6 separate regions of the Mus musculus genome follow, and all the other regions are linked to region 1. The links are chromatin contacts, called in public HiCAR-type, HiChIP or PLAC-seq and promoter capture Hi-C maps. All regions are on one chromosome and are shown on one strand. The core of a region is the stretch at or near the end of the contact, and the rest is flanking DNA. Distances in the headings are between cores, read along the strand shown. Region 1 holds the start of Mtrf1l (mitochondrial translational release factor 1-like). Region 2 overlaps Cnksr3 (Cnksr family member 3). Region 3 holds the start of Ccdc170 (coiled-coil domain containing 170). Region 4 overlaps Cnksr3 (Cnksr family member 3). Region 5 overlaps Cnksr3 (Cnksr family member 3). Region 6 overlaps Cnksr3 (Cnksr family member 3).

Evidence for each region. Promoter capture Hi-C pulls out the DNA fragments that hold promoters and counts their contacts. HiCAR-type assays count read pairs that join an accessible place to other places. HiChIP or PLAC-seq counts read pairs in DNA pulled down with a chosen protein or histone mark.
Region 2: an H3K27ac HiChIP or PLAC-seq map of extraembryonic endoderm stem cells shows a contact between it and region 1, with 7 times the contacts expected there. The contact joins the enhancer-like site here to the promoter of Mtrf1l in region 1. A contact is called at or near these places in 4 of 39 promoter capture datasets (the 3T3-L1 cell line, embryonic stem cells and hippocampal neurons) and 3 of 115 datasets of contacts at active chromatin or transcription factors (embryonic stem cells, extraembryonic endoderm stem cells and pancreatic cancer cells).
Region 3: a contact with region 1 is called in a promoter capture Hi-C map of hematopoietic stem and progenitor cells. The contact joins the promoter of Ccdc170 here to the promoter of Mtrf1l in region 1. A contact is called at or near these places in 7 of 39 promoter capture datasets (the C10 cell line, hematopoietic stem and progenitor cells, liver and 3 more).
Region 4: a contact with region 1 is called in a HiCAR-type map of astrocytes, with 5 times the contacts expected there. The contact joins the enhancer-like site here to the promoter of Mtrf1l in region 1. A contact is called at or near these places in 2 of 39 promoter capture datasets (liver and pre-B cells) and 4 of 115 datasets of contacts at active chromatin or transcription factors (astrocytes, forebrain, large pre-B cells and 1 more).
Region 5: a promoter capture Hi-C map of liver shows a contact between it and region 1, with 3 times the contacts expected there. The contact joins the enhancer-like site here to the promoter of Mtrf1l in region 1. A contact is called at or near these places in 6 of 39 promoter capture datasets (the 3T3-L1 cell line, embryonic stem cells, hippocampal neurons and 2 more) and 1 of 484 Hi-C or Micro-C datasets (embryonic fibroblasts).
Region 6: a contact with region 1 is called in a FOXA1 HiChIP or PLAC-seq map of pancreatic cancer cells. The contact joins the enhancer-like site here to the promoter of Mtrf1l in region 1. A contact is called at or near these places in 5 of 39 promoter capture datasets (the 3T3-L1 cell line, embryonic stem cells, hippocampal neurons and 2 more) and 2 of 115 datasets of contacts at active chromatin or transcription factors (large pre-B cells and pancreatic cancer cells).

What each region holds. Positions count from the first base shown.
Region 1 is chr10:5,822,007-5,826,650 of GRCm38.p6, forward strand. Mtrf1l (mitochondrial translational release factor 1-like) reads right to left here and starts at 1,937. Exons shown (of 7, transcript NM_175374.3): 1 at 1,520-1,937. The coding sequence starts at 1,757. Rgs17 (regulator of G-protein signaling 17) reads right to left here. Exons shown (of 5, transcript NM_019958.4): 5 at 3,657-4,644.
Region 2 is chr10:7,186,683-7,191,326 of GRCm38.p6, forward strand. All of the region lies in intron 1 of Cnksr3 (Cnksr family member 3), which reads right to left. Among named protein-coding and RNA genes, the nearest start is that of Cnksr3, 23 kb to the right of the region's middle. Within about 2 kb of position 2,794, at least 79 of the 459 cell types and tissues checked have an H3K27ac peak or open chromatin away from gene starts, as enhancers often do. A contact at or near this core is called in extraembryonic endoderm stem cells and pancreatic cancer cells, where this site is marked.
Region 3 is chr10:4,479,967-4,484,610 of GRCm38.p6, forward strand. It overlaps Ccdc170 (coiled-coil domain containing 170), which reads left to right and starts at 2,549. Exons shown (of 11, transcript NM_001370992.1): 1 at 2,549-2,662. The coding sequence starts at 2,597. It overlaps Gm22739 (a small nuclear RNA gene), which reads left to right and starts at 4,268; the gene lies at 4,268-4,427.
Region 4 is chr10:7,156,559-7,161,202 of GRCm38.p6, forward strand. Cnksr3 (Cnksr family member 3) reads right to left here. Exons shown (of 13, transcript NM_172546.2): 2 at 4,086-4,249. Among named protein-coding and RNA genes, the nearest start is that of Cnksr3, 53 kb to the right of the region's middle. Within about 2 kb of position 2,628, at least 171 of the 459 cell types and tissues checked have an H3K27ac peak or open chromatin away from gene starts, as enhancers often do. A contact at or near this core is called in astrocytes, forebrain, liver and 2 more, where this site is marked.
Region 5 is chr10:7,133,747-7,138,390 of GRCm38.p6, forward strand. It overlaps Cnksr3 (Cnksr family member 3), which reads right to left. Exons shown (of 13, transcript NM_172546.2): 7 at 4,609-4,644; 8 at 1,302-1,370; 9 at 776-922. Among named protein-coding and RNA genes, the nearest start is that of Cnksr3, 76 kb to the right of the region's middle. Within about 2 kb of position 2,220, at least 9 of the 459 cell types and tissues checked have an H3K27ac peak or open chromatin away from gene starts, as enhancers often do.
Region 6 is chr10:7,116,340-7,120,983 of GRCm38.p6, forward strand. Cnksr3 (Cnksr family member 3) reads right to left here. Exons shown (of 13, transcript NM_172546.2): 13 at 2,723-4,247. The coding sequence ends at 3,949. Among named protein-coding and RNA genes, the nearest start is that of Cnksr3, 94 kb to the right of the region's middle. Within about 2 kb of position 2,257, at least 140 of the 459 cell types and tissues checked have an H3K27ac peak or open chromatin away from gene starts, as enhancers often do. A contact at or near this core is called in pancreatic cancer cells and second pharyngeal arch cranial neural crest, where this site is marked.

The DNA.
Region 1 (4,644 bases), core at 687-3,186:
TGTGTGTATGCTTGGTCCATAGTAAGTGGAACTTTTGGGAGGTGTGGCCTTGGAAGAAGTAGGTCTCGGTGGGGGTGGTGGGCTTTGAGGTCTCAGATACTAAAACTATGCCCATGTGACACTCAGTCTCCTTCTGCTGCCTGTGAATCAGCTCCGTCTCCAGCACTGAGTCTGATGCATGCTGCCATGCTTCGCTTCTCCCCTTGAGGAGAATGGACTAAACCTCGGAATGTTTTCCTTGCTAACACAATGTTTCTCTTCTGTCACCATCTCCCATACCTATTCTACACTTCCACCATACAGGACTTCTCAAGCTGTACCTTCATCCATGTTGGTCACTTCTGCCTCCTAGCCCTTTCTCCGATCCCACCTAACCACCTCTTCCTTGACTTTAGCGATCCATTGTAAAGCTACTTTCTGCTTTTCAGCACTGCTTTTTATATTGAAATTAAAAGTCCTTACTCCTTATCTGTTTCCATTTTCGTGCATATGAGAGTACTCAAGCTTGCAGATGTGTGAGCACTCGTGAACGTGGAGCCAAGAGGTTGATCTCAGTAACCAACCTCAATCCCTCTTCCCACTTTCTTCGAGGCAGGGTCTCTGAATCAAGCCTTAAGTTCCCAAGTGTGTTCTACTCGGCAGACGTCTCTGGAGGCTTTAGGAACGCAGACACTTTGGAATCTCGAGGGAAACATGAATTTCCAGGTCTCGAGTTCTAACCATACAGTGCATCGCTCCTCTTGCACTGCAGTGTGCCAATGCCATACACTCACCTGCGGCTTTAGTTCCTCTGCTGGGACTAGCGAGTCTTTCCTGTGCAGCTGAGCTGCCAGTGTGAGACCCCAACTTACAGAGCATTTCTCCCTGGAAGGTAAAGAAAGCCCCTGGACGTTCCCCAAGCTTGCTTTCCCTGATCTCTAAAAATACAGCCAGAAAGAAGCTCTTTGTTCTCTATAGCCAGCAAAAAGCCTTTTTGTTTCTATACTTTACAACCAGAGATGCCTGCCTTCCTGTGCTGAGGACACGGAGATAAAAATTCAGAAAGAACTCACTACCCACTCCTGCCTTGTAAATTTCACCAAGGACACAGAAAAGAGAAGAACTCTCTTCCCAACTCCTCCCAACTCTTCCCAACTCTCCTCCCAACTCCTCCCAATTCCTCAGCTAGCTGTTAAAAGCCCCCTACTGCCACTGCTTGGGGTCGAACTCCCCTGCCCGGCACCGTCCTCAGCTAGCTGATAATAAAACCTCTTGCAGTTTGCATCAGGTGTGGTTTTCTCTCGGGTCACTGGGGTGCTGGCCAGCTCATCCCGGGACTTGAGCGGAGGCCTAGCTTCGGGGGTCTTACACCAGGAGGGGAGAGGAAGCAACCGAGAACCTTAGTGACTTCAGAGGACTAACTTGGCAGAGCACCTTGTCCAGGGACTGCTCTAGAGAGCCCAATGGAGGATTGTCAGAACCCTAGTGACAAGATCTGGAACGCAGATGGCTTCCGAACCCACTAGAGCGGGTGGCTTACCGTGCAGCAATGACTCCGTGTCCCGCAGCTCCCGCTCCTTCTCGCTCAGCAGTCGGGCGGCCGCGGCCAGCTGGGGGTACCCAGCGTCCAGACCACCGGCCTCCGAGCCCACGCGGCGCTCCAGGAAGGCCCGCAGGGGCCCGCCGCGGGCGAGGAGCTCCTCGGAAGGCGGCGGCGTGCGGCTGAAGGCGCGGCGGGCCCACAGGCGCCGGGCACCGCTCAGAAACCCGCTCCGCATCCTGGCTGGGCCGCCCACCTAGCAGAAAATATACAAACACTCTAGGAAGGTCTCCGATCCAGAAATGTTCTGCCGGAAATGTTACGAGAACTTCCGGCAAAGCGTAGTACAGCCTGGAGGTCCTCTAAAGTCAAAAGGCAAGCGGGCAGGGAGGTCTGGACGCGTTTGCCCCGCCTCCAACCCGAGCGCCGAAGTCTCCGCCCTACCCCAGGGGAGGGGCTCCGGATTCTCAGCTCCTCCTCCAAATGGGACAGGTCTGGGGCCTCAGCCCGCCCCCCTCAGGGCGGAGCTCCACCGTCTCAGCCCCGCCTCCACGGGGGCGTGGAAACCACCCACGCCTGACTCCCACTTCTAGTGGGCGAGCTCTGCTGCCTAGGCGTGACCTTGAGATAGCGAGTGCCTCCAATGCCTCAGCCCCGCCTTGAGACAGAACTTCACCTCCTCAGACCGGCCTCTAGGGAAGAGCTCCAATGCCTCAGCTCCGCTTCCTCGGCCCCGCCCTCCAAAGGAAACTCCAAAAGCGCGGCTCCGCCTCCTCAGCCCTGTTCTCTAGGGAAGGAGCTTTAACGCCTCAGTCCCGCCTTCTCGGGTCGGCTCCTGGAGGAAGCGCTTCCTCCGCCTCGTCTCTCAGGGTGGAGCTCCACCTAGTTCCGCCTACAGGCTGAACTCAGAAGCCTCACCTCCAGACCAACTCTGAAGCCTCGACTCCGCCCTCAGGCCGAGTTTGGCTGCTCCCCAAGACCTGTTCCCCAGCGAGCCAGGCTGGAGTGAACAGCAGGTGTCTGCAGTCTGAAGGTGAAGGTTTGCTTCTCAAGGCTGTGAGACTTAAGGATAGTCAAGCGACCAGCAGGCACAGAGTCCACAGCCACAGAAGTCATCTATCTCCAGTCTCTAAGGCTTAATTATAGGGTGGTCATCTGACATAGGTTCCTTTCAAGGACAGGCATATCCTACTAAACCTCCCAGGGACGCTACAAAATCTGTTTTCCTATCGTCACCCACCACACCAAGCACTAGGTTTCTCCGTTTCCTGCCTCACATTCTGATTCACTCAATCCGACTCTCCATTGCTCTCTCACTTTCTTGCTGTTGCTCCCTCCTCCTCCATATCCAAGTTAAAACTAACAAACTACAACACAATGAAGCATTTTAAAACTTTCCTCATTCTGCTCTGAAGTTGTAACTCTCGGGGAGTACTTGCTTACCTTGCTCAAGGCTGTCTGCAGCCCTGCAATTAAAAAAAGAAAGAGAGAAAAATCAAAGGCCTCCCTCTAGTGGACATCCACCCTCCTGACTACTAACTTATGTATTTGCAATTCAAAAGACTTAACCACTGCCTACCAGAGAAGTGGGTAACAGGATGTGAATAAACCAGACAAGCCACTCCTGAGGATGCAGAATTTGAAGCTTAGTCTACTTGCGAATTCTACTGGATTACTAGCTGTTTTTTGGACCATGGTGGTTCACTGCTGATCAAACTGTTCTCTGTTTAGAATCAAATGGGTACTCTTACCATTAACACTAATCAAAATTACTAATTTCAAGATTATATAAAATGAATTTTGCATCCTATCTAATCAATCCTTAGCATCACATACAAGGGCACTGGCATGAAGAAATGAAGCGGCTCTTCAAGTGATAGCAAGGAGCTCCAGCGCCTCAAATGTCCCTTCCCTTTTGGCACCCAGGTGACACGATATGCAAATGTTTAGCTATAAGATAGAGGTTGAGACCCGTTTTGTTTTGATTCTGACCCGAGTATAGAAAAGAATTGTGGTGTGTTTTCTATCTCTACCAGGAAAAGTTATTTCTAACCCTAAACTCATTTTGAAATAAATGGTGAGGTACTTTGATTTTAGTGTGAGAAATCCCTCCACTGCACTTTTAAGACACCAGCAATTTCAAGAACATATTTTATTTCTTATAAAAAGGTACTCTAATGTTACATAACAATGTGAAGACTCCACCCAGAAGTTGTTATACTCAGATAAGCATTACACCAATAAGCAAACAATAACTTGTCTAAGGATACATGGGAGAATTCTTTATTAGTTCAAAACATGTTAAGAAAATCAGGTAATGCATATGCATTTTACAGTAATACCCATAAATGCCACAATATAGTCAAATGAAAACACCTATTATTTGATTTCCTTTGAAAACTCAGACATATTTAGAGACTTCTGTATTTTCTTACAGTATTGTCATGCTCAAGTCTATTACATGGTAAAAACTGTAGCACTTTCAGGAAGTCTACTATTGTACATAGGGAAATGATGAAATCTGTTCAATGGAAGAAAAACCCAGACAAACTTGAGCTGCAAGGAAAAGAATCTGGAGTATCTATTCAACTATGAGTACCCACAGGTATTTTGGTATTATAAAATAGCCAAGCAGGGCTACTCTTATATTCATGTACTCGGAACCTTTTTGTGGTCCACTAATAAATATATTGATAGAATACAAAATATGGAAATAGATCACTAAATAGAATGAGCATGAAAGTAAGAAATTATACATGTTCAAAATGATGTATTTCACAGAATCAAATTCATTAAAATACTTTTTTTTAGTATTTTGCAAACTCTTTAAAAACACACACAAGAAACACTATGACAAACGGGTTAAAGCTTGAGGAACAACATCAAATTTTCTATACTTCAGCATTGTATACATTGCTCAGGGGATGGTATATAGGAAGGCATTAAACACGAGTAATAAATAACCTCTTGCTAAAATCTTCAAATCCAGCATGTGTGCAGGAACTAGATAAGTATGCAGGGTGCTTCAGGGAAGAGAGAACAGTTGCACTTTTATTAGGTAGATAGCCAAGCTAACACTGCTTCGGACTTATTTCACTTCTTAATCCATTGCATTTTCTTTATAG
Region 2 (4,644 bases), core at 1,544-4,043, 1.4 Mb after region 1:
TGCATGTCTGTGAATGTGTCTATGTGTGTATGTCTGTATATCTGTGTGTGCACATGTCCATGTCTGTGTACATGAGATCAAATTTTGATGTCACGTGTCTTCCTTTCCATTCTCCACCTGAGTTTTTGAGACAGTCTGTCACTGAATCTGGAGCTAACCAACAGGCTCAACTGACTTGACACCAGGCCCCAGGGATACCAGTGTCTCTCCCTCCCTAGTGCTGTTTTACAAGAATCTGCTGCCATGCCATTGTGTGTAGGTGCTGGATCAGACTTAAATCCTGCTAGACAAGCACGTCATCACCGAGCCATCCCCAACCCCCTTGAGCAATCTCTCTTTAAGGAGTTGTATGAAGCAGTCTTGGGGAGAACAATTCCCTACATTCCCAATGCTCCACGCAGATCTCAAGGATGGCCCTCAAGCCACCTTTCACATAATAACCTGGCATACAAATCAGTGGACATTTTGGGCAGAACTGGCATGAGGCTCAATCTCTTGCAGAAGGTCTGTTCCCCCTTGTCAAACTGACCCAAGAGTCTCTGCCAGGTGCCAGCCAGCCTGCCATAAAACATCGAGTCCCCTGTGCGCATGAGGTGGGCCCCCACCTGCTTCAGAGAGGCATCTAGATCGCCACACAGACATCCAAATTATGGATAAAGTTAATTAGATACTCTAAAATGATTTAGGTTCATCTAAATATGGTGACGGGGAGAGCTTTAAGACAGAGTGCAGCATAAAAGTAGCCCAGGGTCAGATGCAAGCTACACATCAATCTGTTTCTACAAAGGACAACAGTGATGCATGGGTGAGTGGGAGTGGGCACAGGGATGTCTGGGCGGCTTGTTCTCAGATGGGGATTAGCAGGGAGGGAAGGGGGCTGTCTTTTCCAGCCTATCTGCAGCTATGTTGTTTTTACAAGAAAGAACCCATGGGTATACAAGATGGTTTAGCAGGCAAAAGCAAATGCTGCTATACCTGGGGACTTGAACTCAATTCCTGGGCCCCACATGGTGGAAGCAGACAATTGAGGCCTGAGAAGATGTCAGGTGACTCCCACATGCATGCAAAGGTGCACACACACACACACACACACACACACACACAAAACAATGTTATTGTTATTTTTTTTAATTTTTAAAGAAAGCACTTCTGATCATTTAAAAAGTAGGAATAAAGTCTACAGGCAACTGAAGAACAAAGGCAGGGAGGGGCCAACATCTGAAAACAAATCACATTCCACAGCTCCAGACCGACCGTTTAATCAGAGGCCTTCCAATTGACATCCCTGGTTGCTGAGCGCTATGTGAGGCTGCACCTCTGCCTCAGCGCCCCTGGCAGCTGTTTCCTATCCTTCATCCTGTTTCCTCCAAGGCCATGGAAATTTCAAGGTGGTTCTTTCTGCTCCCAGAAGCTAAGTATGCAAGGCTGCATCCACACCTTTAACCGCCCAGGCATCTTGGCTGAAGGACAGGAAGTCCCTCCCTCCCGCACAAATGCTTCTGTGGGAAGGACTTTACAGGGGTTAGGGCCAAGGGACAGGGAGAGCAACGAACACAGTTGGGAAATGGGGAATGACCCAGTGAGAAATATCCTGAACATGGGGTGGTCCTAATCTCAGGTCCACCGCTCCATCTGGTCATGTAACCCCTAGGGTAACAGTCCCTTTGTACTGTAAAATGCAACAATGTATTCACTTTTTTGTTTTGTTTGTTTTTTGTTTTTCGAGACAGGGTGTCTCTGTGTAGCCCTGGCTGTTCTGGAACTCACTCTGTAGACCAGGCTGACCTCGAACTCAGAAATCCACCTGCCTCTGCCTCCCAAGTGCTGGGATTAAAGGCATTAGCCACCACTGCCCAGCTATAAGACAGCATTTGGGGTGGATGATTTAGGCATCCATCACTTCTCAAAATCATAGTGGTGGGGAGATGACAGGGCTGGACTTCCAGCCACAGAAAAAGTACCCTTTCTTACATTTCCCAAAGTCAAGAAAAACCCAGTCTTCCTAACAGGTAGGCTTACAGTTCAGAGACTTAAAAAAGACTTAAATCCTAGCACTCCCTGATACCAATGTGCCTCCACTAACTGGACCTTCTTTGTCCTTCATGATCTCACTCACATACATGCATACATCACACACACACACACAGAGCGAGAAAAGTGGGGGGTTGTGGGGAGATGGCTGTTGAGATGTTTCCCACTCTATGGGAAATCATAGCTGAAATCCTGCTCTGGAGGCCACCACTTCAATCAAAGATGCCTTACAGAACATCTAAGTCTGCTGTGGACAGGCAAACGGGGCTACATTTAAGCTCTTCACGGAACCTCAAGCTTCCCAGAGTAAACCCCAAGCCTGGGCACTGTATCTTGCAAGCTTGGGTTATTTCTGTCAGTTCAGTACTCACTCACTCTTACACTCACCTAGCCCTGAAACTCTCCCCTTCCCCGAGGCTGGTGCCTCTGACACCAGGAGGGATGCTGGTAAGAACAAGGCAACTCCCTTTTGCATAAACAGTCCTTTGAAAAGCTGGCAAGGTTCTGTGACTTGGGAAGGGAGGGATGTGACTCTGGTAATTGAGGTGCAGTGGCCACTGGCATTCTCTGCTGGCAGCCATTCCCACAGGGCTTATAGGCGCTGCTCTTACGAAATGACTTGTTGGCTGGCTTCCTTACTTGAGTTTGTCGAGGGTGAACATCTTCCATGTGAGGTTGCTCTTTCAGGGCCATTACTCAGCGTTGTGCATACTACACAATAGACACACCCAAATGCCACTGTCACACAATGGACGCACCCAAATGCTGCTGTCACAAGCACCGGTTATCAAGAGCCTTGGTGAAGCAGGAAGTGGGTGAGTCTTGGGTACTGACTCAGATAAAGCCAGAAAATATGGCCTTGCAGGGCACCTGAAGTGCCTACCTCCCCTCTGCTGTTGAGGGCGTTCAGTGCGTTGCCCACCAAGAGAGGCAGCCGTCAAGTCTCAGGACATTCATGGAAGAACTGAGAGAAGGCATTTAAGAAGTCACTGACCGTTCCCCCCTTCTCCTTGAGGATGCTAAGAGGTAGGCTTGGCCTCCCTTCTCAGTGGCTCAGCACACAGCAGGAAGTCAATATGACCTGATATTCTCTCTCCCATTGCTCTCTGAGATATGACTTACTATCCATGAAGGGTAGGGTATCCTTGTTCACTGTGAAACCGACGCTGTCCGGTTGAAAGAGTGAGCTGGCTCTGCCAGGACAGAGATGCAGCATACTAAGAAGCCCTTTGAGTGCCTCACTCGACACTCAGCACAAGCCACAGTGACCCCATGAGTCCAACTTAAAGCACTGTGCGGCCTGAGTGGCGTGCCACATACAGATGGGGACAGTAAGGACAAGAATATGGGGACAATGAGTAAGGACAAGAATGTCTGCAGCTACTATGCCAAATTGGCACACCCGGCACATAACCACTGTGCAATACTGCAGCAGCCACAGAGAAGGCGGGGTGGGGGTAAGAAACAGGAGGAAGACTGAGCAGAGGGAAGGAGACAGACAGACAGAGAGACCGGGATGGGGGTAAGAAACAGGAGGAAGACTGAGCAGAGGGAAGGAGACGGACAGACAGAGAGACCGGGATGGGGTTAAGAAACAGGAGGAAGACTGAGCAGAGGGAAGGAGACGAACAGACAGAGAGACCGGGGTGAATTAGGTAATGTATTTTCTCTCCGGAATATAGCTTAACTACGCCTCTATAGCAGGTAATTAACCACAGTCCTCTGATGTATCCTCCACCCCAGCAACAGTGACAAGCTCTACCTGTACACAATCCCCACTCTTGCTCTGAGACTTCCAGGGCTAACCTTAGGCAGCAGCCGAGCAAGCCAAAGGTTTTCACCTGGCAGGCCTTGAGTTGATTGATCGCCTGAGACCATCCTGAACCATCTCAAGAACCAAAGACAAGACTGTCGACATTGGAGGTGAAAGCGAGTCTCAACTGGACAATAAAAAAATAAGAAATAAATAAATAATCAAGTTAATCAAGCAGAATATGGGTGTGCCTAGCTGAGCGCCCCCTGCCACACTGAGCCACTCTCTAACTCTGGGAGTCTGTAAGGAAATAGAATGGAGGCCCACATAAGGTAATCTGTTGTTACAAGAAAATTAAGAGAGGCTTATTGGCTTCTAAAACATTGTAGCTACACAATTTCCACCAGGAATGATCATTATCTACAGAGCCACAAACCTTCTAAGGAGCTCCAGTGGCAATCAGATCATTAGGAAGGTCTGCTTCCCGCCTCCTACCACTTCCACAAACCCCCTGTTACAGCACTCCCATGTCCCCCTGAGTCTCTAAGGCTGCCTAGGGGTGTGTCTATGGCTCCCTCCTTTGTAATGATGCTTAGCGAAAATGTTCCTCTCTTCTTTGATTCACAGGACCATAATTTTCAGAGACAGAATTTTCAGGGCAGAACCAAATATTACCAAGTTAATTTTAAAATGCCAATATGTATCCTACTCAATCCCAAACCCATCTCGTGTGTGTGTGTGTGTGTGTGTGTGTGTGTGTGTGTGTGTGTGTGTGTGTGTTGTTAGGAACCCAACCCAGGTCCTTACACTTGATAGACAATTACAAGACTTTTTTAGATGAAGGAGAAATAAAAAAATAA
Region 3 (4,644 bases), core at 1,299-3,798, 1.3 Mb before region 1:
CTGGTGCCTTTTTGAAGTTTCGCCTTCCCAAACAGACTAGCTTTATACCTCTTGCACCACACAGTTCAAATTCAGCCTGAGCCCTAGTTAGCAGTAGTCCGTCCCGTTTTAGCAAATAGTTATAGGATGTGTACAAGGTCGCACAACTGGTAGCGCATGTCTCTGTTGTCCAGAGGGACACTGGCGGGCCACAGTGTATTGCTTACCCAGGGATGGCTCCCGCCCAGGGAGTTTTGTGAGAAGCTGGGATGGGAGTAGGTTTTATTTGTTTTACTTCCCAGTTTGTTAAAACTATCATCACAATGGAATGCTGCAAAGCCCAGCCCAAACTGCTAAAACACCAAAGGCCCCTCGGTCTACAGTGTAGCCCTCTCCAGGCCTTGGAATCCACCAGCCTAGCTCCCTACACATCATTCCATTTTAGCATCAGATGTAGCCATCAAGAGTCACTGGATTCATGTTTTAACACCCCAGAAAGATCAAAGGTAACCGTTTCCTGCATCTATTACCATAAGAGTATATGGTGCCTTCACATGGGTGCAAACCTTTTCACAACGAGTCTTGAGAATTTGTGAAAGCTGAGATCTGCTTTCATGGAAAAAAATCCGGGGTCACACCGGGCGTGGTGGTGCATGCCTTTAATCCCAGCACTCGGGAGGCAGAGGCAGGTGGATTTCTGAGTTCAAGGCCAGCCTGGTCTACAAAGTGAGCTCCGGGACAGCCAGGGCTATACAAAGAAACCCTGTCTCGAAAAAACCAAAAAAAAAAAAAAAAAAAATCTGGGGTCACCCAAAGTGACCGCAAGTGGAATTCCGCAGCAATAAAATAGGGTAGAGAGGTATTGGAAAAGGACCTTTTTCTAGGTGGGTTCTTCTAGATGCCTCCATTTTTCATCTGCTTTGAAGCTGCTTGGATAGAGTCAGCTCATTGAAAAGTAAGCAAGTCCACAATTGTTCTACTGTGAGGAGAACCTAACTGGGAGATGTGTGTTCTCAGAATCCCACTGTGAACAGGAGTTTCCACAAAAGCATAGTTTCTACCAAGAAAATTTACAAACTAATGGAGCTTCAAACGAAAGTCCTGATGTGAGCTTAGACTGGATACATGGCTATATTACTGCAGCACTACAAGGCACTGTGAGGTCGTGTACGGCACCCCATAAATAAGCATGGCTCTAATGTGTCAATTAAGACAGCACAGCTGTGTTTGCAGAACTAGTCACAGGGTTTAAATTATTAGGTATTCAATAACAGAGGGCTGATAAAGAATGTGTGGCATATATATCTATTTACACACACACAAACACACATATGGATTTTTTTTCAGTTTTAATGAAAAATGCAGAAAAATGGATGCAACTGAAGATAATTACAACAAGTGAATTAAGCCAGCTCCAGAAGGACACATTTTCTCTCATTTGTAGTTGCTAGATTACATGTGTGTGTGTGTGTGTGTAAATCATGTATATATGTGTGATATAGAAGTAGAAGAAACTGTCTACAGGGCAAAGGGGCCTCATGGGGGACAGAAAAGATAGTGGGGTGTACTAGGAGAGGAGTTATGCTAAGCATAAAATATATACTTGTACAAAACCCTCAAAAAGTTAAAAAACAAACAAAGAAACCACTGTCAAGGTCATGCAACCCGGAGAGCCAGCAATGGATGCTTCTAGAATGGATGGATGGAATCTAAGAAAGGCAGCCTCAGTCCTGATTTCCTGTAAGTTTCCAGCATTACAAATGTCCCCAGGGCTTTCAAGCAATGTGACTGCGGGGGAACAATTTTAGTTTCTCTTACTAAGGCAAACTCCTCCGCCCAACTTGGTTTTCTGTTGTGGGATATCTTCACTCCTCCATTTGGCAGCTGTGTGTCCTTGGCTTTTGCTTTATCCCACTGTGACCATTGGCTTATTTGGAAAATGGATTATTCTAATATTCACTTCCAAATCTCTGGGGGACCACTTGTAACTGTTGGTGAAAGGCCACCCACCTACGAGGATGTCGATGTCGCAAGAAGCCACGGGGTTACCCAGCAAGGCATTGCCACATCTGTGCTTCTAGGTGGACTTGTTGAGAAGGCGAGATGAGAAAAGAACGTTCACTCACCAGGGCAGGCCACATGCTTTGCAGATTCGGGTACAAAGTGCATGCACACTCTTGTGCAAAGCAAGCAAGCAAGCAAGCAAGCAAGCAAGCAAGCAAGCAAACAAACAAACAAACAAAAAGCTAAGATTGGATGAACCTGTGGCTCCGTTGTTTGAGTGCTTGCCTAACATACCTGAGGCCCTGGATTCAGTCTCCAGCACCGTCTAAAACCTGCTGTTTGCATTTACAGTGGTAGTGTGTTCCTTCCCCCTTAAGAGCGATCTTTCTCCCTAAGAGTCCTTGGTAGCTAGGAGGACTTGCCTCTAAGGGATAATTGCCTTGTGGCCTGCGGGTCTCAGAGGAGGCTTTGGCCACTGGCTAGTGCAGGCAACAGGCACCGCCTCCAGTTCTGTTTACTTGTTGCTCCAGGAGACGCACCCATGCCCGGAAATCTGTGCGCTCACAGTGCTCCTGCATCTTGGGTCCCAGCAGCATCTCCCGACCCAGCCAGCATGAGCCACAGCAGCTCCTTGGGCTCCGGGAGTCCGGAATGTCCCTGCAACTCCTCACCTCCAGAGGTAGAGTTCCCGCAGCTGCTGCCTGGGAGGGGCGCGGGCATCTTCTGTTTGCACAGTGTCCTGGGTGGGATTGGAGCAGCTCAGTTCCCACAGGGGCAGTGGTCAGAAATGGCAGGCCTTGAGGTGGTGCCACTCTGACCACTAAGATTGGCTAAATTCCACAGAGTAGCCTCTCCTGCGGTTCCTCCTCCGCCCTATCCCCAGGGAACAAAGGGATTGCTCCACTGAACTTAATTTTCGATTTAGAGCAGTGTCTTTCTAATTTAGAGGTGGCAGGATTAGCCCTGGGCCTCTCAAGGCCTGTAGACTGCTTATCGTTCCCAAACAGCAAGCGTGCTTAATTACTCCTACACCATACTTGGCATTGGGGGACTTACAGGTGTCACACAGAAGTAGGCAAGTTCTGGACCTGTCTGGAGTCTTCTTCAGGGATCCTCGAACCCTTCCCCTCAACCTCTTACCCCTGTGTGTGTGTGTGTGTGTGTGTGTGTGTGTGTGTGTGTGTGTACACGTACTGCCCCTCTAACCTGGGAAGGGTCTCAGGGCATATCCACCATATGTATCTTCTTAACAAAATTAGTTTTAAAACGCAGGTTGGATTCTCCAACATTCTATGAGAATTCAGTTTTTCAGCACATTTGGCTATCCCCTCCCTACACTTCTACGTTTCTCTGCTTCTTCACTTATTTGTGGGAAACCAGTAAGTACAGTGATATGTAAATAAAACTAGTTTTATGCCGGGAGTGGTGGCACACGCCTTTACTCCCAGCACTCGGGAGGCAGAGGCAGGCAGATTTCTGAGTTCAAGGCCAGCCTGGTCTACAGAGTGAGTTCCAGGACAGCCAGGGCTGTACAGAGAAACCCTGTCTGGAAAAACCAAAAACAAACAAACAAACAAACTAGTTTCATTCCCTGATAATTTTATATTTTATCCTAATGTAGTCTCTATTCTCTGTGAATTAAGATGGCTGGGTCATATATAAGCATGTGATTGTCATTTGCATATCTTTTTGTTTTGTTTTGTTTTGTTTTGTTTTGTTTTCGAGACAGGGTTTCTCTGTATATCCCTCCCTGTCCTGGAACTCACTTTGTAGACCAGGCTGGCCTCGAACTCAGAAATCTGCCTGCCTCTGTCTCCCGAGTGCTGGGATTAAAGACATGCACCACCAAGCCTGGCGTCATTTGCATATCTTTAACGAACCCATTCAAGGTAAATCACAGACCCTGCCTCCAAATATATTCTTGGAAGAATAAGGGAACTCACCAAAGTGCAATATACCTGGTGGTTTGAATAGGAATGCCCCACCCCACTAGACTCCTGGGTTTGAAACTTGGCTCACAGGGAGTTGTTGGAATAGATGTGGCCTTGCTGAAAGTGTCACTGTGGTAGCAGGCTTTGAGGCCACCTGTGCTCAAGCCACGCCCACTGTGGCTCACAGTCTCCTGTTGCCTGTTGATCCAGTGGCTCACAGTCTCCTGTTGCCTGTTGATCCAGATGTGGAACTTTCAGCTCCTTCTCCAACACCATGTCTGCCTGCAGGCTGCCTGCCTTGATGAGAATGAATTACTTCTAAAGCCAGGCCCAACTAAATATTTTCCTTTAAAAGAGTTGCCATGGCCGGGGAGATACCATGATCACGAAGGTGGTTTTCCCAGGGCGAGGCTTATTCATTGCACTCCAGATGTGCTATGGGATTTCCCCAGACGCAGGAAACTCTACTGCATAATTTGTGGTAGTGGGGGACTGAGTTCGAGCTTTCCTCTGGGGGGAAAAAAAAAGAAAAAAAAAGAAAAAAGAGTTGCCATGGTCCTGGTATCTCTTCAGGGCAAAAGAAACCCTAACTAAGACATCTTGCAAAACATTCATACCCATAGGATATTTGTTTAATAAATAATCATAATAATTGTGAAATTATTTTTTAGGCTAAGCCTCTACCTATATAAAGGACAATTTCTGCCATATTTGATATTTGAGCTGGCTT
Region 4 (4,644 bases), core at 1,378-3,877, 1.3 Mb after region 1:
TCTCCGCACCCAAATGGCTGGTCACAGTCATCATGACTCCAGTTCCCAGGAAAACCAAGGCCCTCTTCTGCCTCTGCAGGCACTGGGCACATATGCAGACAAAACATCCAAACACATAGAATGGAAATAAGTTTTAAAGCATTAATTTTAAAAAGTTAGAGGGGCAGAAGAGCTGGCTCAGCAGCTTTGAAAGTTTGTATAAATTTCAAAATATTTCCTGTAGTAACATCAATATTCTATCTAAATCTTATATTCACTTTTTCCCCCGTCACTGGCTTTTTCCCTAAAGTTTAAAATAGAATATCTTTATTCAATGGAGAAGAAGAAATAAGGATAGGTTCCCATCATTGCTTTTAATGTCAAAACCTCACAACTGAATGGCTAAGGAATCTACAGGACACACATGTTTGGAAGGGAAGGACTATGCCCAGCATGCCAGGGACTGCTCCCTCACTCTGTCACCTACCCAGGTGCCGATGTCTATCGAGAGTATTCACTAAAAAAAGGAGCAATTAAACTTTAAAGGTACCATACATAGCTTTGCCTCTTCTTCTCTCCAGTGCTTCAGGCTCTGGTCATATTTTAATACATGTGACCAGGTAACACGGAATCAAAGTAAACTCACTGCCTACATCTACTAAATGGCAACCCAAGAACTATGTCATTTATCGTTTTCTGTATATTATCAACTTGAGCAAGATCAAGTCGAATAAAATGAGCAGCAAAACTCCCCTGCTGCCTACCATCTCTCCATCAGAGAGAGAGACTGTTTTGAATGATGTGTTATAGGTAAATGATGATCAATGAGCGGCCTGAGGGGGAGCACAATGCAGATATGCTATGGTGGTCCACACAGCCATTCCCCTGTTACAAATCTAGGATGGCATCATTCAACACTGGCACAACCCTGTTCACAACACCTCTGTCTTCCACCTTTTTATCTTCAGAAAACCAGAGCTTCACCCACTTGGTAAAGAGCCTGGGTGTCCATGACATTTCTCACTGCCCGTGAATGTTTCCCACCAATGCTGTCCAACAGAACTGTCTGCGGTCTTGTGTTCCAATATGGTGGCCACTGGCACCCACAGCTACTGAATACTTGTGATAAAGCTAGCGTAACGGAGAGCCAACTTTTATTTAATTAGTTAGTCCTCACATAAGCAGCCAGATGAGGCAAAAGCCTTCTCAAGAGAACAGGGCAGCTATGGTGTATGTCAGTCACCCTCTGCCCCTGAGTGGTGGAGGGGGGCACTTGAACTTGGGATGGTATCCCTTCTTACCCTCTAGCTATAATTGATGAGTTTGGAGACTCCTTCTCTCTGGTTTAGGTTATTCTCTATTCTATCCACTTTTATCATTGCTCTAAAACTTTCCAATGATTTCTTACCCCTACATCTTTTCTTAATCCAACTTCTGCTTACTTCCTGTCCATCAAAAAAAAAAAAAAAAAAAAAAATCAACAGCCACTAAAACTAGTTTACCTAGAAACCTCTTTAAAGCACCAGGGCCAACTACAGCTGCACAGTAACTGACCTGCAAATGAATTATTCAATGTAAAACACTCTCAGGTAAACACCCCATGATCTGCATGGCAGCAGATTAAATAAACACTAAAATGATGCTGTGTTACAACAGTATTTTACTGAAGATTATATGAAGACTGAAGATATTTAATAAAGTGTTAGACTCTCTCAGAAAAACATTCACTTGCAGACTCTGGAGGAGGGGTGCGACCCCTCATCCCCCAGCAAGGCAGTCAAGGTGCACTGCTGTTCAGGGTAGGTCCCTGGTGAGACTGAGGTCACAGCATGGTCTATAGAGGAAATTAGTAGGAAATTGTAGGAGATACAACACAGCTTTAGGTTCTGGCATGGGTCCAGCTTTGTTCATTTTAGTGCAACGCTTTAAGAGGAAGCAAAAAGAAAAGCTTAGAGAGACTGTCCACGGGGCCTCTGCTATTTCTCCTCCTCCTCCTGAGACACATAACTGCTGGAAGCTGACCTGTTCTCCTCGTCTTCATGCTACAAATTTCAAAGCAGTTTTCTAGTCCTCAAAGTATACCACAACCAAAAAGACAGACGCAACAGCACAGGGCATTCCAGCAGAAAAGACTACAAGGCTGTGTTTCCCGGAAAGTGTGACAGAAGTAAACTCAAGCATGTTTGGCTCTGAAGAGCAGACAGTTTAATAATAAACAGGATGCCGGGGCATATCCCAGCCATGCAGAACACCCACGAGTGCGTGGCCACATCTACGGTGACAGTTAGTGTACAGATGAGGGGAACAGACACCATATTCCCCCAGGAGTCGCAGAAGGAGTAGCCTGGAGCAGAGCCAAGATTAGGATACAAAAATCCTGCCTTCCCGGCCAGCACGCAGACCTCTTGTCCACTGTGTCTCCCTTGTGACAGCTCATTTATCAACCACAAATAATTTCCCCATTACTCTCCTAAACAAGAGCTGCGCGTCTCAGAGCAGAAGACAAGGCTCTGTCCATTTTAAGAAAAAGAATACTCGCAACGCAGCAAGTATTATATAATCGATGGAATGCAGACCAGCAGTGGCAGCATCCCCACACACTCATTCCCACCATTCTGGGTGATGTAATTGTATATCCCCTTGGCTCAGCTTCAGAGCATTACTAAACCAGCCTGAATGCTGGAAAGGGGGAGGGGGAGGGGTGCCAACCCCGACAGTTAAGTGAACAGTTTCCTAAGCGTGGCACCATGACAAGAGACCTGAGTCCCACCCATGCCAGCCAGTTTGTAAACAAGTACCTTTATGGGTGTTTTTATGCCACATCTGAATGAATTCCTTAGGAAGCACAGGTGTAGCCATACAGGACTTGGGCAGAGTTCACACACCTGCCCTCTACAGCGAAACTCTGGAGCAAAGTTCACATTCCTGCCCATCTAGCTGCCATTTCTTTGGTTGATCATGTCGAGCACAAACACCAGTTGTTTAAACAGAGTATCTGTGAAACTCACAGTGCTTTTTATAGTCACAGAAACAGACGTGGACATATAGCATTTTTCATTTCGACTTTGAAAATGGCATCCCCATTAACAGCTGTCTCCATCATTCTGTGCTTTATAAAAGATGGAAAATAAGCCTAACACAGACACGTGGGGGTTTTTTGGTAACAGACAACACTTTTCTGTACATGAGACAATAAACACTCTGGGTTTTGGAGGGGCATGTGGTCTCTGTTAGAGACTCCATTCTGTCCTCGCAGCACAAAGGCAGCCTCGGATAGTAAATACATCCACAACTGTGCACACTGAGTCTAATAAAACTTTATTAGCAAATGGGGGTGTGGTGTTTATGTGAGTGGGTGTAAATGTGGATAAAGGCTAAGAGGCTAGAAATATGACCAGAGAGGGTAAAGAAAGGTGCAGAGGGAGAGTGGGGTAAACAAAAAAGATAAATGTGCCAACAAGGAGGGAAAGAGTCTGAGGGAAGAAGGGTGAGAACGGAAGACAAGGGTGGGGGAGAGAGGGAAGGGGAGAATCTACTAAAATACGCTTTATTTAAAAACATCATGTTATCTAATACCTTGTATGCTAATTTTTAAATTCCTTCATTCACTCAGATGGAAAAGAAAGGGAAGATGGCTCAGACAGTTGGTAAAATACTTGCCTTGTAAACATGAGCCCTAAGATCAATGCCCAGCACACAGATAAAAGCTAGGCTCAAGGCCACAGAGTTGAACTCCAGGGGTTGGAGAGGTGGGAACAGAAGGACCCCTGGGGCTTACTAGTCAGATATTCTACTCTAACTGGTGAGCTGGAGCCAATGAAAGACTATCTCAAAGGTGGACAGCGTTTCCATGGGTAAAGCTCTAAATTGTCCTTCATCCTCCACACAGACATACACACATGCATGTGCATTTAACATGTAAACGAGCACTCACACAAACATATGCATGCACGCATGCACGCATACAAGTGTGCCAGACTAAGCTCACGGCTTATGAATTGCCAGCCTCCGTTCTAGAAGCTGCCTTGTCTTCTCTGATGGTCCGCTGATACTTCTTTCCATCCTCCTAAGAACGTGAGGACGGGCTGACCTTCTACCGGACTAACCAGTGCACAGAGAAGATCCACAGCCTCCAACACCAGCTCTTGGTGGCCGATCCGTGTGACCCCCAGTTCCTCGAGATCCTGGTGGGAGATTTTCAGCAACTGCTCCCCGTCTATCTTCTCCCGCTCAAACTTGTGCACATATGGCTGCAGGCAGTCATCCAACCCTAGGAAAATAAACCGTGGAAAGCCCATTACTGTCACGGTGTCACAGCGCCCCAAGCATTGCCCACACCTAAATCAGTCTTAGCAATCGTTGGACACGTGTCCCACCTGAAGGACCCCTTCCCGGTGGGCACTGCAAACTCTCAAATGGATCCAGTGCAGCATGGCTTTCTGACAGACACTTCGCATTTCCTGTCAACTAAAGGGATAAACACCAACCCCCGAGGATTTGAACCGTTGATATCTGTATTAAATGCATGCTATCTGTTTGCTAAGCAACCCTTCTCTGGGGACAGCACTCCTCTCCCAGTAGGCCTACCAATCAAGGTGCTTGCAACTGTGACTGATACACAGCCAGCCCGGCAACAATGCTCCAGTGCCAGAGTTGGAGACAATC
Region 5 (4,644 bases), core at 970-3,469, 1.3 Mb after region 1:
CTGACCCTTGGCCAAGTGCTGCTAAGCATGCTAAGCACCATGGGTGCACTACCATCAGGTTCAAGCTGTGTGTGCTGCACTCAGTGACAACTGCTATCACCCCATAACTGGAGAAGGGGGGCTTCTAAGAGTCAGGAAGAAAACAAAACACACAAAGGTGGGGATGCTCTTGAAAGTTACAAGGACTTCCCCCGACATTACACAGGTAGTAAAGGTTCCCCTGACATTACACAGGTAGTAACGCTTGCTGGGGAGAAGAGACACTGCCAGGACGGATGAAACTGCTTGCCAGTCATGACCGGGATGCTAAGGACTCAGCTTTGGTGAGTTGTCACTCGTGCTGGGGTGGGCTTTTCGGTGACAGAGCAGCCTCTGAGTCACCATGCTCCCATAAGTAGCCCCAATAAACTGACTGTCAGCTAGACTTGGATGGTTGGCCACGGATGCCCTACCTGGGACAAACGAACACTCCCCAGGAAAAGGCACAGAACTTTGCTTTAAATAAGTGACAAGACAGAAGGCGAGCCTTCCACCTGTGCCATGGTGAGATGGGGGAACTGAACTGACCTTTTAATTACTTAAAGAGTCACATATGCCAAGTGGCTACTACACAGTTCAGCAAAGACCTGGAGTTTACGTTTTCATGCAAGCAGGATTGGAACAGTAATGACTGGCAAACCAGCTCCTGAAACCAATCACCTTCAAACTTGAATCCCTCTTTTAAAGAGCTGTGCCACAGTCTACTCTAGAGGAAGGTCTCTGATGTCACAGTTACCTGCACGAGCGGTGGCTTCCACCGCAGGTTCTTCAGTGGGGCCGGAGTGAAGCTGAAGGAGCCCGTGGGCCTCTTCTTCAGCAGCAGCACCACGCCCGTGGGGTTCTCTCTCAACTTTCTCACCAGATTTTTCAACTGCCACCCAACCTTGGGAAAAGGAGGAGAGAGGCGTGGTCATGAGCCAGTGAACTTATGTTGAGGAAACTCAAGTTATGAGCAAATGGGTAAATGCAAGTGTGTTCAGTTTAGCGCTGACTGCTTCAAACAGTGGAAATACAGGGTACACATTGTAATTTCTTAATATAGAGGTTGTAGAGATGGATCAGCCATTAAGAGCATTACCTGCTCTTGCATATTGAGTGATTCACAGTTGCCTATCATGACAGGTCTAGGATATGATACCCTGTTCCAGCACATATGTACACACACACACACACACATACACAAAATTTTAAATGTTAAGGTAATTAAATTTTCTGAAGGGAAATCATTCAACTTTCAATCATACCCCAATAAATGAACTCACCACTGTCTGCCGATTGACTTGAATGACCTCATCGCCAGCGTGAATCTTTTGAGATCTGTCTGCAGGAGACTGCATAGAAACAAAGAGACCTGGCTTAGGTGTTTAGCCCTCTCTTTCAGCCTTTAGCTCTTTCTTCTGTATAAGAACCAGCAACGGAAATAAAGCTTCCTCAAGATAAAATAAAAACTATGTTTTAAAGTAGTCCATGGGCCTTAGAGTATGAATCTTGTATAATCTATTATGATGTTGGCTACAGTGGATAGCCTCTCCATTAACACCCAACTTTGTCTAAAATATAACATGTATGGGTACACTGTTGAAGTAGTTAGCTGATAAAAGGCATGAGTTCACCTATAAATAATAAATAAACAGCCGGGAAACCTTATACATCTCCCCGTCAGCATTCACCTTGCAAAAGTAGGTAAACTGTTAAACTTGTAAGGATCACTGTAATTCTTACAAACACAAATCTTATTTCTATCTTGTTTTACATATCACTATGATGCTACTCAAATAAGAAGTTAACAGACCAACACACACACACACACACACACACACGGTGGCATATGCACACCTACAGGAATATACACACATACATCCACAATCACACTGGTAAATATGCACATGAACATACACATCCTATACACACACACAATATGCATCATATGTGGGGCTGGAGAGATGTTTCTGCAGTTAGGAACACTGGGTGCTCTTCCAGAGGACCTAGGTTCAAGTCCCACATGGTATCCCACAACTGTCTGCAACTCTAGTTCCAAAGAAACTGGCGCCTTCACACAGACATACATGCAGGCAAGACACATGCACATTTTTAAAAGTATGTCTAGTACTTTCTGAAAGCTATTGCTTAAAAACAACAAAAAGTCCATAAAAGGATGTAAGCCAAACATGGTGCCAAGAACATTCTTGTTCACTGAGTGAATGAAAACTTTCTGTTTAATACATTTCACACAGTGAAGCAGAAAAGATAAATCTCTGGTTTCTAATTAAACATTATCTAGGTCACTATAATTAATTTTGTAACGTATATGAGTGGGTGAAACTTCAGTTTACAGTTACCTGAGGGCAAAATAGCACCTTTGAACATGAGGCCAGGCAACCAGACTCAAACACACTTGCTGGATTTTTCTCACTTGGCTGCTGCGACAGGCTCAACAAGAAATTAGCAGGCGGTGTTAAACTGCAGAAATGCTGTCTTTGGCTCATCAGGTGAAAGCTCAGAAAACTATGCTGGGTATTTTTTAAAAAGCATCTCGTATGTTGCCATAAGAACAGGCAAAGCCTCCCCCAAGAATAGCATCCAGCTCAACACAGGGAGGACGACACCAACCCAGAGCCTCTTCCTCTTCAGTTGCTTTTAAAACAATGAGTGTTCCTTCCTGCACCTGTGTGTGGACTCCTGAAGTTAGGCCTGACCCCGCGGACATGCTCATCAGCACCATCATCATGCATCTAAGAAAATGCAGGGCTCTGCTAAGAAGAACCTGCTGGCTTTCTGTCAACCTGGAGTGCAGGCTGGGAGCAAGCTTAAGTAGAGAAGCAGTGGGTGATCTCTGACCACCACTGCTCACCTTTATCCAAAGCCTCTAAGGGAAGTCAGAATTAACTCCACTGACACTTGAAGAGCTGGCCTGGAGCTACCCATGGATCACTGTAGAGCACCCTGAGCGCACCCTTGAGAAATAAGATTGTAACTGTTTCTCAGCTACATGACTCAGCCCGGGGTCTAGTAGTTCCAGGTCCTCAGTAACTGCGTGGTGAAAACTAAAGGAATAGGTAATGTCTAAATGGGCTGCCAAATTGAATTAAATGAGCATTTTTTTCCTACTTTTCTTAATCTTTAACTTGATTATGGCCACTTCTGTTCTAAGGTGGTTTCTTTTCAGTTCTGGATGAGAACACCAGAGCAGCCTATATGCAAAGAAACCATAGGTCTGCCACCCAGGTTTATGGTTCTGGTAGTAATCTGCAGAGGAAATAAATACATCTAACTCATCAGCACCATCATCTTAACCTTGATGAACTGAGGGTTCATTTGGGGCATCATTTTATAAGAGATGGCCTAGGAGTCCTTGTTTATGGACATGCAATCTTATTCAAAGGCAGCACTGTTTAGTCTCCCATCCAACTCTTCAAACAAAAAGGACAGAAGACGAGAGCAACCCAGGCCTTCCGGCAGCATCACGCCAGCACACTACACATTTATCAAAGAGTCATATGGCTTCAAGAAGACCTGGGAGAGTCTGGAACTGCCAAGGTCTGGTCAAGCTGGACAACATAACCACCAAATTACAAGACTTTCACCACTCTGAGCAGATGGGGGGGGGGGGTTTACTGACAAATTTCTCCTTGATCAGATACAAGCTTCTTTTCTGCAAGCACAGGAAAGTTGGTGAGATGCTCCTTGCGTCATGCCAATGTCATGCAAAAGCTACCCATAGTTCAGGTTGCAAGAAAAATCGTCACCTAGCTCTGCTTTTTTCAAACTCACACTGTTTGAGAGGATAATGAGGAAGCCCCGGGTTGGGGAGATGGTTCGGTGGGCAAAGTGCTTGCTATGCACACCTGAGACCTAACTTCAGATCTCCAGCACCCAGGTTAAAAAGCTAGGCACAGTGGCATGCTCCTATAACCCTAGAGCTATGGAGGCAGAAAGAGGAGAAATCCTGGGCCTTGCTGGCCAGCCAATCAGTGCTCTCCAGGCTCAAGGAAACATCTGCTCTCAAGGCATAAGGTGCTGGTGAGCACCTGAGGAAAACACTCGGTGTGGGTGTCTCTCCTCCACACAAATCATACCCATACACATGAGAGTGCACACACAAGCATGTACAGAAACATACCTGACACGCACTGCACGCACTACATATTCCCACTAACCCCAGTTCTTCTGTGAGTGACTCACAACAACAGAGAGAACATTATTTTTATACTTTTGGATTCGCACCTCTATGGTGCAAGAGGAATAATTAGCACAAGAGTGAAGGCAAAATAAATAAATAATAAGGAAAGAAAACAAAGACACAAAAACTTGACATGGCACTAGAACCAGAGCAATAAAGGGCAATTTAAATAATAAATTGACAACAGCCTGTTAAGAAGCAGGAGCCGGGCCGTTAAAGGCTAGGCTCAGAGCCAATCGGCTGACGGGATAAATACAACCGGCCATTGTCAGCTCTCACACCAGATAGCATCACGCTAACATCGTGCACACACTTAACCCCAAAGCTCAGAGCTCTGTCAAAGGTGTCTAAGCACACAGGGCTTGTACGCTTCACGGATGCACACTTACATTTTCTGTGGTTCCAGTAATCACATGCAGTCCGTC
Region 6 (4,644 bases), core at 1,007-3,506, 1.3 Mb after region 1:
GAAAAAATATAAAGCAGTTATCTACGTACATAAAACACAGACATAGCAGGTGAACTATCTAAGCTAGGCCTACATTTCTACCTAATGCACTCCAGGTTGGCAAATGACAGTCAAAAAGTTTCTTCATTTCTGGTAATATTCAAACTTAAAGATATTTACTCCCTCAAACTCTTGGGGGTGGTGGTGGTTTGAAAGAAAATGGCTTCATAGGCCCACAGGAAGTGGCACTACTAGAAGATGTGGCCTTCTTGAAGGAAGTATGTCACTGGGGGTGGGCTTTGAGATCTCAGATGCTTAAGCCAGGCCCAATGGCTGGCTCTTCTTCCTGCTGTCTGCTCTGAATATAAAATTTTCAGCTACATCTCTAGTACCACTGTTTGATTATAACATCTGGCTGGAGCAGTTACATATTGAACTATTTATGATTTACTTCTTTATGTTCCAGCTGTGACATCCTATCACATACTACCTGGCAAATGCTTTTATGTGTGCATCTACTATCATCCATGATTGCATTTGGTGATTGTCGTGATGTTATAAAACAAGGAGGACTTTAAGCAAAACAAGATCCTCTAAGTCTAAATCAATGTGAGCAAAGCTCATACAAACCCACAGGGCCTGGAGGGGTCTGCAGTGATCCTCTGCAAATACATAATGACTTCCAGCTTAGTGTTTTTATGGGATTCCTGAGTGTGAGTGGGTCTCTGATTCTTGTACCTTCTCTGGGCTCTTTTCCTTCTGCTGCTTTGCCTTGTCCAAATTTGATGTGATAGTTTTTAACTTAAATCATATTTTGTTAAAAAAAAAAAAAGAATGAATGAATGAATGAATGAATGAATGGAAAACCTAGCCACTGTCATTCTTACCTGCTGGGACAGGGACAATCAGTTTTCTCCAAGAGTGACACTTGGACAGGCTTCATGTTCAGGAGTAGTTGGCAAACATACAGTGGACTCTACAGGTTTTGGTGTGTGTGTGTGGACACTTTTATTTGACTACAGTGTGGTGGGTTGGGTTCATTTGTTATTGATTTTCTTTTTTTGGTTTATGATTGTGTTTTTGTTTTTTTTGTTTGGAGCTTTTGTTTTTGTATTTTTGTTGTTGTTGTTCCTTGAGAAAGAACTTAAAGTTGGGTAGGTAGGGAGTGGGTAGAAGATCTAGAAGGACTTGGGGAAGGAGAACATAATTAAACATATAAATCTTTAAGATGTTTAAAGTAACACAAAATAAAATAGAATTTAAAAATGTTTAAGTGAAAAACATTTCTTTAAAGGGGAGGGGGGGGGGGATGAAGCCAGGCAGTGGTGGCGCACACCTTTAATCCCAGCACTTGGGAGGCAGAGGCAGGCGGATTTCTGAGTTCAAGACCAGCCTGGTCTACAGAATGAGTTCCAGAACAGCCAGAGCTATATAGAGAAACCATGTCTCAAAAAACAAACAACAACAACAACAACAAAAGTGTGTATGGGGGGTGATGGGGTAGGGTCAGGTTGGACAGGACTAGGAAGTCACCAGGAAGTTCCTGTGCGCACACATGCATGTGCAGACCTGTGCGCACAGACACCGAGTTCCTTCCTTGGCTGCCCTTCCATCGTACATACTGAAAGCTGATCTTTCACTGACCCAGAACTTGCAGACTCCAGCCAGTCTAGCCGACCAGCCTGCTCCTGGGATCCCTCATCTTGACAGCCTGGGAGTGCAGGAGGTGTAGAGTTACCACACCTGCAGGGATCGGAGGGATCCAAACTCTGGCGCTTTCCTTGTTCAGCAAGCTCTTTATATACCAAGATATCTCCCCATTTTGAGGAACTACTATTAGCTGTTGCTATATATTTCAAAAGCAGAGTTTTACAAAATCCTTTAGCAGCGATAGAGTTTTTAAACATAATTCAGGTAAAAACCTCAGACGAAAATACAAAGAAAAGAGACATTGTGGAGGCTGTAGAGGAAGCCAGAACTTTCCCTGGACTTCCCCCAGAGCTTCCAGGAAGAGTGTGGGAGGGAGGCACCATCTGGTGTAATAATTTGAGTTGAGCGCTGCAGACAAGAGTTAAGTCTGAGTTCTGAGAATCCATTCTTAGGACGCTCCTTCAATTTAGAAGAGACATCTGCAGAGAAAAGTGCCCATCACACTAACCATGCTGTCCGAAGCTCTGCACACCATTAAGCAATGGGACTGTAACCATCTTCCAGACCAGAGAGTCAAAGCAAGCATCGTGTCTGGGCACAGAGCCCAGGTCAACAGGAAACTGGCAGGGGCCAACGCTCCTGGAACACAGCTCCTTCCTTGCCCTTTCCTGTACTCTGCTCACAGGCATGCGCTATATACTGAATGAATCACCACAGAAGCCTCTTCAATCCTGTTTGTGGGGGCTGCCCTCCCACCCCCCACCCCCAGCCAACAGATTAGTTTCTTGAAGTGCCCCAGACACTGCTGGGAATATGTTGTTGTAAGTGTAAAAACAATGACACTGGCAGAGGTGGCTACTGTGCCCCTTAACACTGCCACAGAGGCATTTAAGATGGGGGGAGGGGAGGCCTTACTAACTCCAGTCATCCTGCGCACTGCACTTCAGGCAGGTCACTGGACAATCCCAGTGGTGAAGTATGTGGACGCTGGGCTTCAGCTCTGCCTAGGAATACCTTGGAACATTTCTTTTCTGTAGTGTCATTTACGTTTGTTTCTTTCGCTCCTCTACCACAAATTCATAAAATCCCAAATGCTTGGAAGAATTTATTTCCGTCTTTAATATAAGTGCCCACACTGCCAACGGCCAGGAGTGGGTCACTTGTAAATCTGAAACCACGTTGAATACTCTTTTTCCTTGGGTTTCACATATGACACAAAACAGAAACATTTCAATTATGTGTGACTAAGAGTAAGAAAAATATACAACTCTATTTAAAACACTTAAATTAACAAGATAGGGCTTTTTCCACTCTAGCAAAATATTGTACATTCAGTTTTAAACAAGAGTTAATATGCAGACACACATTTTCAAAATACCTGATCCTAGTTGAAAATCAGTGACGATGAGGCTTTCCAAGATATTTCTAATTAGCAAAAATGTGTACACCTGGGAAGGACTGTAGGTTTCCCCCCCCCCCCCTCGAACACAGACATCAAACAGATCAACACTGCAAACTGACCAATGCCTCATAACTCTAACTCTGGTTGCTTCTGCTTCCTGAACAATACACTTTGGCTGTCAGCAAATCTTATAGCTCCTTTCCCATATACAACTGCAACACCATTCACAAAAAGCACACACTTCTTTGCATATGCTAAGTTCCATCAAAGCGTGCTCGTGAATTTGTGTATTGGCTCACCTACATGGAGGCTGTTACTGAAAGGGGGGTGGGGGGGTGGCTGGGCGCGGGTAACAGCTGATCTGTAGGTAAAGAAAGCCCTGCTACAAAGAGCCTCACACACATCATTCTGTGGCGGACGCTGCCATACTTATAAATATGTTCTATAGCTTTAAAAATCAAAGCAAAGGCTTTTCTCCTTTGGCTTTTTCAGATGCAGAAGTTGGACCACAAACTGACTATGGGTTTTATCTATGCGACAAAACCCATCAATTTCAGTCCCCGCTGTCCAAGAAAACAAAAGTGAACAATTTTGCCAATTCCTGACATTAAGTTGTCTGACCAACACCACACTTTAAAGAGCATGTCTCCATGTTCCCACAGTGGGACGGCAGAACTAGGCAGGCTGTGCCATGTCTGTCCTTCCTTCTGCCTCCACAGATGGCACCTAAGATCCACTGGATTTGATGCCCTCTGGTTGACTTGAACACTCCAGGAACAACAGTATACAACCTTAAAAAAAATGGAATGAAGTAAAGTTGCCACGGAGCACTGTGGAAGGAGTCTAAAGAAGCTGTCCACTGAGGAAGAAGGCACTTGCTAGCAGGAGACAGGCAGGAAGCTGGTGGAGCAGCCACCTCAGTGAGTCAACAGCTTGAGGCGAGTCAGCCAGCTGACCAGCAGCGACGGCTCCCCAGAGGACGCCTTGGCCGATGAGGAGGCTGATTTCTTCTTGGAACCTTCCTCCTGGAATGGAATGGTGGCACTGCTGTGTAGGTCGGAGTTGATGTAGCACCTGCTCCCTCGGATGTAGTCCGCACCTCGGACCAGGTGCCGCTCAGTCAGGGGTCTAGAGAACCGGTACATAGGAGAGGCACTTTCTTCAGTGATGGGTGTGATCCGCTCATTGCTGAAGTACCGGCAGAGGGCATCTTCCCCTGTTTTCAAGCAAAGACAAACTATCAGGACAAGAACCCCCAGATCTAACACCACACTGCCACCAAACACATGCATACCCAGCTCTCTGCCCTGCAAAGACCTATGAAGGGCTTGGCCCTCCAAAGAGAACCACAGGGGTTTGCCATCAGCGTTATGATGGTTCGATGAGAAATGCCAACACGTCTCCACTGCCAACTTATGTACTGACTGTGTATCCTCAGTGGCTGCACTGTGCTGAGAGCCTTTGGGAAGTGAGGCCTGACTAGAAGACACTTCTCACAATGGGTGGTCCTCTGCAGGCCATACCCACTCGCTCTTACTGTAAACATGGCTCGAAGCATCGAAGCATCGAGCAAGGGCCGCCCCACAACTTGAGTGCTGTACTGTCTTAACTCT